Linked DNA regions of Sus scrofa: region 1 is linked to region 2. A link is a contact called in public Hi-C data. All regions are on one chromosome and are shown on one strand. The core of a region is the stretch at or near the end of the contact, and the rest is flanking DNA. Distances in the headings are between cores, read along the strand shown.

Region 1 (6,648 bases), core at 535-3,034, 280 kb before region 2:
TAGGAAACTTCCACCTTCTCTGCCCGCTGGGCAAGAGTGGCAATAATCTCTGGGCAGAATTCCTCCCACAAATATTATTGAGCATCTACTGTGTGTCAGGAACTGGGCTGAGAGGAGTAAGACCAGATCGCTGCCCTCAGCACAAAACCAAGGACTAAGAATTCTTCCCCAAAGATGAGGGCCCCTGAAGCCTTAGGAGGGGACAAGTGATGGTGGAAGTTTCTATCTGATTCCAGAATTCACTCTTAGCTGATCTGGGATTCTTTTAGAGAGTGGGCAGAGCCGTTCCTAACCTGCATAGGGTGAAGCCCACTGTTCCCAGGCCTTTACTCCTCTGTCCAGCCAGAAGCAGAGAAGCCCCCTTGGCCGCCCTGGGCTAACATGCACTTCTCTGGGCCGCATCAGCTCCCTTCACAAGCTGAGGGGCCTGGGACCACCACCCTTCAAGAAGGAGCGGGGGCCCAAGCATCCAGACTACGGTCAAAACTCTTGGCCTGGGGTGTGTGCATAGGGCAGGGGCTTATCACAAGGACCTGAGACCACAGAGGGGCTCCCAGTGGGGCTGTGGCAGGCTGGAGTATGGCAGCCACTCTGCCCTCATGCCAGGCCCAGGGCCAAAGGCCCATGGCCCTTGCCCTCAGGAAGCTCACAGAAGAGTTCCCTAGTGGCTCAGCTAGTTAATGACCCAGTGTTGTCATGGCTTGGGTTGCTGCTGTGGTGCAGGTTCCATCCAAAAAAAAAAAAAAAAAAGCCAGCTTGGGAGTTCCCCTCATGGCGCAGCAGAAATGAATCCAACTAGGAACTATGAGGTTTCAGGTTCCATCCCTGCCCTTGCTCAGTGGGTTAAGGATCTGGCGTTGCAGAGAGCTGTGGTGTAGGTTGCAGATGCAGCTCAGATCCTGCTTTGCTGGGGCTGTGGTGTAGGCTGGCAGCTGTAGCCCTGATTGGACCCCTAGCCTGGGAAACTCCATATGCCTCGGGTGCGGCCCTAAAATTAAAAAAAAGCAAATAAACGCAAAAAGAAATTTTTTCTTAAAAGCAAAACAAAATAGCGCACAGCCCAAGCCTCTTTTATCCACCCATTTTCAAGCATGACTAGAGTGCGAGAAGCCACCTTCCTCCCTGGTGCTCTGTCCTCTGCGCCTGTGAGGTCTGTCTGGCTCCACAACCCAGAAAGCCGCCAGAGCGGTGCACTGAGGCTCCTTCTAGGGCCTGATGGTGCTGCCCCTGGTGCTCCCCGTCCACTTGGCTGACAAAATGCCTTAGGACATTACCCAGTTCCTGAGGTTTCTGGCCAGAGGTGGCAGACTTAGCACGAGTTTGGGAAGCAGAGGGTGCCAGGAAAAGCCGGCCACAAGGTAGTGTTAAAGGACCTACATGGAGGACACTGGGAGCCAGAGTTGCAGAGGACAGACACCCGAGTTCCAGAGGAGCGTCCCTTGCTCCAGAAGGCTGGGCTGCGCCCCCCTCAAGTGCAGAAGTATCTGGAAGTGCTTCTGCCTCGACAGTTCTCCCGTGGGTGTCCCTACACCCCCGCCACCTCTAAGCTCTTAAAGGCTCTGGCCGCGCTCCTCAGTGCTTCCACAACCTTCCAGGATCGCCGGCCAGGCGGATCGCCAGCCAGGCGGATCGCCCTCATCTGGAGCTGAGAAGCAGCAAGCGTTCCGCGCAAGCCCTCTAAGCTCTGCGAGGGCCCCGCCCCTCGCCCCCTTCGACCCGCCCCTTCCGCCCAGGGGCGGGACTAGGCGCGGCTTCTCCCGGAAATCCGGAACCTGGAAGAAAACCGAGCTCTGCCGGGCGCTGCTCCTGCTCCTCTCTTCCACAGCGGGCGGTTGTGTGCTTGTCTCCTGCGCCCGTCCTTAGATTTTCCACTCCTAACTCTTACGGAGTCCTGAATCCCCATCCCATTTCCCACACCCCAGTTTCAGCTGCAAATTACCGCAGAGCCTAAAGCCAGGAGAGGAGCCCGTTTCCCGCCCCAGTCCTCCCCTCCCCGGGCCGGTGGAGACCCGGGTAAGATTCTCGCCCCGCTTTCCGGCCTCACCTTCCACACACCTGCCGTTCCCTCGGGGGCCCTCCGCCGCCCGACCATGGCCCAGAAGCCGAAGGTAGACCCTCACGTCGGCCGGCTAGGATATCTTCAGGCGCTGGTCACGGAATTCCAGGAGACAGAGAGCCAAGGTGAGAGCGGCGGCGGGGGGAGCAGGGCGGGGGCAGGGGTCCGGCCACCGCCGCCGCCCCAGACCTGGTTCCAATGCTGCTTTTCCACTGCAGACGCCAAGGAGCAAGTACTGGCCAACCTCGCTAACTTCGCCTATGACCCCAGTAATTACCAGTATCTGCGGCAGCTGCAGGTCCTGGATTTATTCCTCGATTCACTGTCGGAAGAGAATGAAACCCTGGTGGAGTTTGCTATTGGTAAGGATGGGGTGCAACTCCTAGATGCCTGATGGGCTTTAATGAGGTCAGTGAGTTAGAAGTGAGTTTGGGAGAAAGGAATCTTAAGCAGTCCCTCAGCTGCGAAGCACTCATTCTGCGTGCCTGTCTGCGCTGCTTGCTTACAGGTGTGTGCATAAATGAGGAAATGGATTGAAGGCCGGTGCGGTCGGGAGGGGGGAGTGGAGTGCTCTTTTTAAACAGCTTTATCTTCATGTTTTAATATCCAGAGAAGTAGAGGTGACTTGGAATGGCTTATGCCTAGGACCTATCGAACTATTCGCTGGACAGGTATTATGGGGCATGTACTGTGTGATTAAGGTATTGTTCTAAATGCTGGGAAGATGGCAAGCAGGTTGGGGAAAAGGTCTTTGCCCTCGAGGAATTTACACTCTGGTAGAGGGAGACAGGTGTTTGAACAAAAGCTGAGGCTCTGAAGAAAATAAACAGGCTGATGAGGTGGAGCAAGGGGAGGTAGACACTCCTTTTGTTTTGGCCATCGTGGGAAGGCGGTCTCGGCAGAGGCACAGCATGGGCCCAGACCCTTAAGCGGGAGGAGGCAGAAGGAAAGGCTGATGTGGTGGGACTGTGGTGAATGAAGCTGAGAGAGGTACCAAATGAGGTCCAAGAGCTCGAGGCAGCTCCTGACTCAGAGCTAGGTGGTAGGAAAGAGTTTGTTGATTCTGAGGACAGACGTTCGTTGTTCAGCATGTATCTTTGTTTCGTTGTTGTTGTCTTTTTAGGGCATATGGTGGTTCCAGGCTAGGGGTCGAATCAGAGCTATAGCTCCCGGCCACAGCATCCAGCATCACAGGATCCGAGCCATATCTGTGACCCACACCACAGCTCCCTGCAACGTGGGATCCTCAACCCACTGATTGAGGTCAGGGATTGAACCGCGTCCTCATGGTTGCTAGTCAGGTTCGCTAACCGCTGAGCCATGAAGGGAACTCCCACGTGTATCTTTGAAGAAACATTTTTCTGTATAGTGAGAGGAATCTTATCAACGTAGATTATCACCAAATACCCAGTCATGCAAATTTCTTTATAGTTACCGGAAGGATGCAATTTTTTTTGCTTTGTTTAAACCAGAATGCACGCCAGGATCCACGCACTTAACGTGGTTGTTATGATCCTTAGCTCTCAACCTCTCTCTCTTTTTTTTTTTTCTTTCTTTCTTTCTTTTTGGCCGCCTCTTGGCATATGGGGTTCGCTGGCCAGGGATCGGATCTGAGCCACAGTTTCAACGTACACCGCAGCTGTGGTAGCACCCAATCCTTATCTCATTGTGCCAGGCTGGGGATTGAACCCACGTTTTAGTCCTCCAGAGATGCCACTGATCCTTCTGCACCACAGCCAGAACTCCTCTCTCTGTCTCTCCTTAAGCAAACTTTGTATTTTAGAAGAAGTGCAAAGATAGGGCAGAGTTTGCACGTGTGCCACCCGCAGTTGGTTACCTTATCGTTCACGTCTTCCATTCGTTTAAGATAGGTTTGTTACAGTTAATAAACCATTATTATTTACTCAAGGCCATAAGTTATTCACGTTTCCTTACTTTTTCCCTGATATCCTTTTACTGATCCAAGATTCCGCCCAGGACACTATAGTACGTGTCGTTGTCATGTCTCCTTCGGCTCCTCTGGGCTGAGCCACTCTCTGAGACTTTGCCCCATTTCAGAGGACCTTGGCAGTTTTCAGGAACACTGGTCAGGTATCTTGTAGCTTTTCCCCCAAGTGGGATTTCTGGTGTTTTTCTCACGATTAGACGGGGATGTGGGTTTGGGGGGGGAGAACGACCACAGAGGTAAAGGGTCCTTTTCATTTATATCAAGGGTGTATGCTGTCAACATGACTTAATTGTTTTTTTTTTTTTTTTTTTTTTTTTTGTCTTTTGAGGGCTGCACCTGAGACATATAGAAGTTCTCAGGCTAGGAATCAAATCAGAGCTACAGCTGCCGGCCTACACCACAGCCACGCCAGATCCAGCTGCATCTGCGGCCTACACCACAGCTCACGGCAGTGCTGGATCCTTAACCCACTGAACGAGGTCAGGGATTGAACCTGCATCCTCATGGACACTAGTCGGGCTCGTTAACTGCCGAGCCGTGATGGGAACTCCGACACTGCTTGTTGTATTATCGACATCCCTGTCGATAGCAACTCGGATCACCTGGCTGAAGGAGGCTGTGCCAGGTTTCTCCACTGTAACGCTGCTCTTTATCCCCCACCCCCAGCCTTTCCGTATTGTGCTCTTTGGGAGGGGGTAACGACATACCTAAGCGTCTGTCTCTTTTCATCACTAATTGACGTTTCTTCCTCCACCAATAATTGTGGAAGGATCCAGACCAACCCTGCAGAATGTCACAGCCTTGGAATTCTCTGGTTGCTTCTTTATGGTGTTAGTTCATTCATTCCTGTATCCCCTTTATTTCCCGTGACCTAGAAATTAGAATGAAAGCCTCGATGGAATCAAGTAAATCAAGTAACGAGGAGTTCCTGTTGTGGCGCAGTGGTTAACGAATCCGACTAGGAACCATGAGGTTTCGGGTTCGATCCCTGCCCTTGCTCAGTGGGTCAAGGTTCCAGCGTTGCCGTGAGCTGTGGTGTAGGTCGCAGTTGAGGTTCAGATCCTGCATTGCTGTGGCTCTGGCGTAGGCTGGCAGCTACAGCTCCAATTCGACCCCTAGCCCGGGAACCTCCATATGCCTCGGGAGTGGCTCAAGAAATGGCAAAAAGACACAAAACAAAACACCGAATCCTTAACCCACTGAGCAAGACCAGGGATCGAACCTGTCATCCTCATGGATGCTAGTCAGATTCATTCACTGCTGAGCCACGACGGGAACTCCACTCTTACCTTGAAAGACCATCCAGTTCTGCCTATAACCTATGGTATCTGGGACTCCTCCTCTTGGAACAGGCCTCGCACACATGCGTGGACATCCCAGCTATGTTCACAGCCCCACAAACACTTGCCCAGGGGCCAGTCATTGGACTTGGTGTGCACACCAACAGTGGGGTTCACTCCAGGGAGTCAGGATGCAGGAAAGAGGTCATGCAATTATGGGGGCAGGTTTAGGGCCTGGAGCGCAGGGGATGGGGGCAGGGGGATGGGCTTTGGGTGGGCTCCCTGGACTCTTCAGCCTGTGGAGAGGCCAAAGTGAGGCCCTCTAAAGCCGGGCTGGGGCAGGAGCCCAATTGCCCAGGTTTAAGAGTGGTGCTAGTTCATGTCTCTGCCCCTCTGGACAATTATCATGCTGAATGAATATCGTGAAAGGCTGGTTACTTTAAAATATTCTCCAGTTCTCTGGTGGCCTAGCAGGTTAAGGATCTGGTGTTGGTCACTGCTGTGGCTTGGGTTCAGTCCCTGGCCCAGGAGTTTCTGTATGCCATGGGTACAGACTAAATAAATAAACATTAAAGGAAATAGGAGTTCCTGTCGTGGCTCAGTGGTTAACAGATCCGACTAGGAACCATGAGGTTGCGGGTTCAATCCCTGCCCTTGCTCAGTGGGTTAAGGATCCAGCGTTGCCGTGAGCTGTCGTGTAGGTTGCAGGTGCAGCTCAGATCCCACACTGCTGTGGCTGTGGTGTAGGCTGGCGGCTACAGCTCCGATTCGACCCCTAGCCTGGGAACCTCCATGTGCCGTGGGAGCGGCCCAAGAAAATGGCAAAAAGACCAAAAAAAAAAAAAAAAAGAAAGAAAGAAAAACCATTTGGAGTTCCTGTTGTGGCTAAGCAGGTCAAGAACCCGGCATTGTCTCTGTGAGGATGTGGGTTCGATCCCTGGCCTCATTCAGTGGGTTAGGGATCTGGTGTTGCCGCAAGCTGCTGCATGGTTCACACATGTGGCTTGGATCCAGATCCGGTGTTGCCATGGCTATAGTGTTGGCCACAGCTGTAGCTCTGATCTGACCCGTGTAGTTTCCATTCGCCACAGGTGCGGCCCTTAAAAAAAAAAAAAAAGGAAAGCTATTCTCCAGCGTAAGGCCTCCATCCCTCCCTTCGTGGGCCTCTGCTCCACAGCTTCTGGCATCTGAGGGTTGACAGTGGCCCCTGCAGATGCCCGTGGCTAACCCTCTACCTGGGAGGGATAGAGCTCCTCCAACTCAAGCTTTTAACTCGAGAAAACCAGCAAAAAGAGCCGTCACCCAAAGACAGGGTTTTAGAGGATCCAGAAGCAGCTTTCCCAAGGCAGACGTGCTCTGAGATC
Region 2 (6,986 bases), core at 2,335-4,834:
TTAAAGTTAGCTGCTGTAGAATTTCTCAGCTATGTCTCTTATATTCCCCAGGATCCCAAAACAAATGAAGCAGTGATTCTCTGTTGACTGTAATAGCTAAGGTGAGGTCGTCAGGTGTTACCACACTGGCTAGTCTAAGAGAGACACAGCATCATAATCCGAGAGGGAGCTTCCTGGCGGCTCTCCTCTTCCTCCTCCTTCCTCTCTTTCTTCCTTCCCCTCCACTGTCTGTCCCCCTCCTTCTTTTGTTCTAAGGGGAGATGAGAACTATGTACGTGTATATGGTTAGGGGAAAGGACCCGATGTCCAGGAAGCAACTAAAGATGCTAGAGAAAGAGGATAATTGAGCACCAACTCATTTACTCAACAAACATGTATTAGACACCTACTGTGTGCCTGGTACTTTGTTAATCAACAGTGACAGGGAGTTCCCTGGTGACCTAGCAGTGAAGCGTTGTCACTACTGTGGCTTGGGTTACTGCTGTGGCATGGGATCGATCCCTGGCTCCGAGGAACTTCTGCATGACTTGGGTGCGGCCAAAAAGACAAAACAGTGACACAAGATGAAAATGACATAGTCCTTGGACACAGGGGACTCACAGGAAGAGAAAGGACACATAGACAATGTCATCAACAACATAAAGCCTAGTGGTGGCTATGTCCAGTCTCTGGAGAGAATTATATAGTAATAAATGATAATTGGCATCCAAAAATAATTGCCAAAAAAACCCACAAAAATAATTGCAAAGCCACTTCCAATCTTACTGCAGTCTCTTGAAAAAAGTGTCTAAGGGGGAATTACAAAAATGATTTACAAGAAACCTTAAAATCCTTTCCCTCCTCCTGTCTGCTAAGGGGGATTCTGTCTTTACCTGTTAGATTCCCAGGTCATTGTACAGTATCTGACTGATAGGGGAAAGGTATTCCACCTACTCACCTAAGGCCTTTCTCACTCTGCCCTAAAGCTTCTCTTTCCTCTCTCCAACCTTCCTCCGACTCTTCCCTAATTCACACTGTTCCAGCTCTTCTCTCTTCATTTGCTCCTGCCCTCTTTTCAAATCCATCTGCTCTCAGCCACCCATCACTCTGCCTCCCACCCAGAGTAAACCAAACCACTCAAGGCTCGCCCTTCTCTGCCCTACCTTTCCCCTATTATTCTGATAACTGTGCAATGATCTGGCAACCTAACAGGCACGGACAGAATCCGTCGTTATCAGGCAGTGGGGAGAGAGAGAGAGCGCTGGGGTACGAATGCATTATTAATATATTTTCCTGTCCAAGACGTCAAACAGTGTGGTCCGTGTGGAGATGATGGAGTCATCTACAGGGAATTATGAGAAAACAGAGCAGGGACAAGCCAACCTGAACTTCATGGATGATGGGGCGTTAGAACGAAAGCAAAAGGGCATTTCAGGCACAGCGAAGAGCATAAGCTGAGCCTAGAGACAGGAAATAGGCTGGGGTCAGGGAAAGGACGAGCATACGGATGGGGAAAGGAAGTAGCTCTCCCTTGGAGGAATGTTGAAAGGGAAATAGATGAAGTGGCTGGGACATCCCCCCTGGAAGGCCCTGGTTTTCTCATCAAGGTCATTTTGGCAGAGAGACAGGGAAAGCTCCAGAAGAAGGATTACGCAGCTGCCTGGGGTTGCTAGACAACCAACAAGACACAGACGTAGGGACCTCAGAGCCACAAAAAGTCCAGCCAGGGTGAGTTTAGAGTGGGTGTATGGGTATGTTCTGGATCCAGGGCTTCTTAGGCGAAGTTTTACTTTTGGCTGGGTGGGGGCACTGACAGAGGGGATGGTTAGTAGGAGAAGGACACAACCCCTGAAACTGGTAGGCACTTAGTTTAAATTTGTTGGTTAATATTCATAAAACCCAATGAAACAGAGAAACAAGTATGGCCAGGAGTTCCCTGGTGGGTCAATGGGTTAGGGATCTGGTGTTATTGCTGTGGCTCAGGTCGTTGCTGTGGCGCGGATTCAATGCCTGTCCTGGGACCTTTCCCATGCCACAGGCGTGGCCAAAAAAAAAAAAAAAAAAAAAAAGGAAAAAGAAACAAGGATGGGAGTTTCCTTGTGGCGCAGTGGGTTAAGGACCTACCATTATCTCCACAACAGCTTGGGTTGCTGCTGTGGTGCGGGTTCAACCCCTGGCCTGGGGACTTCCATATGCCACAGGAACCACTGGGGAAAAAAAAAAAAAGAAACAAGTATGGCCAGAGGAGACCAGATGGGTAGAACGTGGAGCAGGGCAGGATGATTACATTACATCTGCCAACCTTCCAAATGCAGGCGTTCCCACCGTGGCTCAATGGTTAACGAACCTGACTAGTATCCATGAGGACACAGGTTCAATCCCTGGCCTTACTCAGTGGGTTAAGGATCTGGCATTGCTGTGAGCTGTGGTGCAGGTCGCAGACGCAGCTTGGATCCAGCGTTGCTGTGGTTGTGGTGCAGGCCAGCAGCTACTGCTCCGATTCAACCCACAGCCTAGGAACCTCCATATGCCGTGAGTGCAGCCCTAAAAAGACAACAACAACAATAATAATAACCTTCCGAACGCAGTCATATAAACCTTTTGGGATGATGTGAAAAGACATAAGGTACAGGAAATTGACTAGTTCAGTTCAGCAAACATTTACGGGGTACCAGGCTCCAAGCAAGGAGCTGTGGGGTCTGCCAGGATAAGCCCGCTGCCTTTAGGAGTTTAAACGCTTACAGAAACAGTCCTGTGGAAAGCATATTTACTTTGTAAAGTCAGCAATGGAGACACACAAAAAAGTACAGTGCTGTAGGGAGAATTTCAGTGACTCAAAGTCAGGGAAGGCTTTAGGGGAGGTCTTGTTTGAGGTAGGCCTTTAGCATGGGCGTGTATTTGAACATTGGCTTTATCGGTAAGAAAGAGCCTTCAAAGCACAGGGAGCCTCTTGGGCAAAGGAGCAATGGTGGGAGGGTCCCAGAGGTATTTACGAAATGATGGTAAATCTCTGTAGTTTGGGTTGTGGGGAGTTAAGCTGAGAAATGCATGTCTGGGACAACCTATGAGGGACTTTGCATTTCCGGTAGAGCGATGTGAATTTTTCTTTTGGCTAAGATAAACTGCAAATTTCTGTATGCAGGAAAGTGACGTGATTCTACCAGTCTTAGACAACTGGTAAACAGTTCAAACAGAAGATTAGGTACCCGACATGGCAACTTCTTGTCCAGCTGAGAAGAAAGAGAGATTATAATTACATAAACTCATTACTAAAAGGGGGAAGGGGCTTTTGCTTCCCAGGGCCAGCCATGACCTTCTTCCAATTTTATAAACAGACTAAAAGACAAAAAACAAAAACCCCAACTCTCCAGACTTAGATCTCTGGGAAAACAGAAGTAAATACTGACACAGGGTTGCTTTGTTTTCCCAAGAGAGGTCTCTCAGGCGATTTCTCTAATTATCTAGAAAAAAATTTTTAACTTGTTTTCCCTTTGGAGTTCGGCCGAGCTGAGGAGAAAACTGCAGTACTGTCTTAGATTCTCCAGCTTTGGTTTGGAAGCAGTATTCGTCCCTGAGGGACTCCCTCCAAGGTCTCTGAGCAAGGTGTCTCTAAGGATTTGTACCCAGCAACGAGGAGGGAGCTTAAAAGTAGGAGACACAGGAGCTCTGCAAAGGGCCTATTTTAAAAAGAAAGAAAGGCGGGGGGCAGGAGGTCTAGTCGACCTTTTTAGGATAACTCCGAGGGAAAACTAATCGAGAGGAAAGTCGCGCCTTCGCCTCTGGTAGAATCTCCGGATCAGAAGACGGCCGAGCGCAACGCACAAGGATGGATAGTGGCAGCGCGCTCTCACGCCGGCATCTCTTGGCACTTAATTCCGCCCGGCTCTCAGAGGGGCGGATGCAGCTACAGCCGAGCACTCCTCCTAACCAATAAGAAGCCAGAACTCCCCGCCCGTCTCTGATTTAGACCAATCAGGATCCAGGACTTTAGCTTGCGACCGGCGTCTCTGTTGTCTGAGAAGGAAAGCCGACCCCTAGGAGTTGCCAGTAACGGGCATGGCTGCAGTCCTTGGAGGAGGGGATGTGAAGTGAGGAGGGGGCAGGGAGGGGAGAGGACGCAGGCGAAGAAGGACACCCCGGGCCCTGGTAAGTACGTGAAGACCCGTGGCCCTGAAGCACGGAGAGCAAAGGGGCGTGGGGCTTGGCTTCCGCAGCTTCCGGATTCTTGGCTTAGCGGAGGGGAGTCTGGGGTCTGCACCCAGGGAATGGCCTCAGGGGATCCCTTAGGTGGAGGCCGTTGCCTCCAACTCTTGGCCATTTCCTTTCCCCAGATACTCACACCTACCCTCGGCCCTGGCTTGGCCCCTTGGGGGTCCTGCGTCAGACATCGAAGCCTCCCGCCAACAAAGACTCCCTGCCCCAGGATTGCTGTGGCTGGGCCCTGGCCCAGAGGGCTTCCGACGCTGGTGTCCAGTGTATTTATAGATCTCCGGGAGTCCCCATCCTGGCCCCAGTTCCGACGGTTGTTCCCCCTGCGCGCGCTCTCCTCTGCCGCCCGGGCCCTTGTGCTGATCGTGTCCCCTGTGTCCAGGTGGATGGAGCCGGAGGGGCTTTTCAACCTTCAGCAGTTTGGAGCGTGCCCTGCCTTTTTTTACGCCCTCTTCCGCCTTTCCAGAATGTTTAAAGACTCATTCGAAGCAACCAGGGGAATATTGTTTGCCACCCCATAAACTGATCTCTGTGCGGTGCTCTGTTCCTCTGCTGCTCACCGCTGAAGTCCTGTTCTTAGAATCCCTCGCGAGCGGTGGTACGAGTCCCTGCCAATGCCAGCAGCGAGGGAAACCCTGCTCTTTCATTGGTGTGTGACCACGGGCTGCTTTGGCGCGGGCATGGGTTTGGTCACGTGTTGCTACATCCCACCCTCTTTTTCGTGTGTGGCTCTTGGGGAAAAGTAAGAGGGAGCTCTGCCTTGAATCTGTTTTCCTTCTACTATGTGATTTTTGTGCCGGGGGGACGATGATCATTTTCTCATGCTTTATCCAAGACACTCGTTTCAGCGGCGGTGACAGTTCAGTTGACCCTGCATAGTCTTAGAAGATGGGCATCGGGAGGGAATTTTAACATTTTCTCTGTTACAGATGTGGAACCTAATAACTGTTGGGAGAGTTACAAAGGGCCAGGGCCACCAGGGGCCAGGACTGGAATTCTGAAGTTCAGAATTCTTGAGTTCTTTATCCGCCAGAGCTGGTTGTTTCCTTGGTGGAATTTAAGACAATCAAGTTCCCTGACTTCTCTCAGCTTCTTACAGGGTGGCTGTGAGCGTTAAAATGAGGTGGTACAGGAAATGAATCCAACTAGGAACCATGAGGTTGCGGGTTTGATCCCTTGCTCAATAGGTTAAGGATCCAGCGTTGCCATGAGCTATGGTGTAGGTCGCAGACGCAGCTCAGATCCTACGTTTTTGTGGCTGTGGTATAGGCCGGCAGCTGCAGCTCCAATTGACCCCTAGCCTGTGAACCTCCATATGCCACGGGTGCGACCCTAAAAAGCTCCCCCCCCCAAAAAAAATGAGGTGGTGTATATGGTCTGGCACTTAACTAGGTTTGTTTCTGTTTCTGTTTTTGTGTTTGTTTGTTTGTTTGTTTGTTTTGGCTGGGGTGTGCAGGGGCTTGATGTGGGATCTCAGTTCCCAGGCCAGAGATTAAACCCTGTCCGCAGTGGTGAAAGCACTGAATCCTAAACACTAGACCACCAGGGAATTTCCTTATTAGCTTTTCTTTTTTCCTCCTCTTTTTTTTTTTTTTTTTTTTTTGGTCTTTTTAGGGTCACATCCATGGCATATGGAGGTTCCCAGGCTACGGGGCTACGGGTTGAATCAAAGCTGTAGCCACCAGCCTGTGCCACAGCCACAGCAACGTGGGATCTGAGCTGCATCTGTGACCTACACCACAGTTCACGGCAACACCGGATCCTTAATCCATTGAGCAAGGCCAGGGTTTGAACCCAAGTCCTCATGGATACTGGTTGGGTTCATTAGCCACTGAGCCACAACGGGAGCTCCAGGTTCTTTTCTTTCTTTTAGGCCCCCTCCACCACATATGGGAGTTCCTGGGCCAGGGGTTGAATCTGAGCCACAGCTGCAGCAACGCCCAATCCTTAACCCACTGCACTGGGCTGGGGATGGAACCTGCACCTCAGCAGTGACCCAAGCTGCTGCAGTTGGATTTTTTTTTTTTTTTTTTCTTTTTCAGGGCCACAACTGTAGCATATGCAGGTTCCCAGGCTAGGGGTTGAATCGGAGCTACAGCTACCGGCCTACACCACAGCCACAGCAACTTGGGATCCAAGCTGTGTCTTTCACCCACACCACAGCTCACAGCAACGCCGGCTCCTTAACCCACTGATCGAGGCCAGGGATCGAACCGAAACTTCATGGTTCCTAGTCGAATTCGTTTCCGCTGTGCCACGATGGGAACTCTGAGGATCACGTTTGATCCCTGGCCCTGATCAGTGGGTTAAGCATCCTGGCGTTGCCATGACCTGTGGTGTGGGTCGCAGATGCGGCTAGGATCCTGAGTTGCTACAGCTCTGATTGGACCCCTAGCCTGGGAACCTCCATATGCTGCATAGGTAAGGCTCATTATCTAAAGAGTCAAATAGGAGTTTCCATCGTGGCTCAGTGGTTAATGAATCTGACTAGCTCTGTTGGTTAGGGGTCCGGTGTTGCGGTGAACTGTGGTGTAGGTCGCACACGTGGCTCGGATCCCAAGTTGCTGTGGCTGTGGCATAGGCCAGTGACTACAGCTCTGATCAGACCCCTATCCTTGGAACCTCCATATGTCGCGGGTGTGGCCCTAGAAAAAGACCAAAAAAAAAAAAAGTCAAATAAAAGTCATCTATGGATAAAAAAAATTCAAGACTTCCTGCTGTGGCACAGCAAGTTAGGAATCTCAGGTCACTCCAGAGGCACAGGTTCGATCCCCTGCCGGGTGCAGTGGGTTAAAAAG

The links. A called contact is a pair of places that touch in the nucleus more often than the background predicts.
Region 1: a contact with region 2 is called in a Hi-C map of liver, with 5 times the contacts expected there. The contact joins the promoter of ARMC7 here to the promoter of TMEM94 in region 2. A contact is called at or near these places in 1 of 47 Hi-C or Micro-C datasets (liver) and 1 of 2 datasets of contacts at active chromatin or transcription factors (alveolar macrophages).

Annotation. Positions count from the first base shown.
Region 1 is chr12:6,178,218-6,184,865 of Sscrofa11.1, reverse strand. ARMC7 (armadillo repeat containing 7) reads left to right here and starts at 1,784. Exons shown (of 3, transcript NM_001243806.1): 1 at 1,784-2,181; 2 at 2,275-2,418. The coding sequence starts at 2,091.
Region 2 is chr12:5,902,387-5,909,372 of Sscrofa11.1, reverse strand. It overlaps TMEM94 (transmembrane protein 94), which reads left to right and starts at 3,584. Exons shown (of 32, transcript XM_021066635.1): 1 at 3,584-4,125.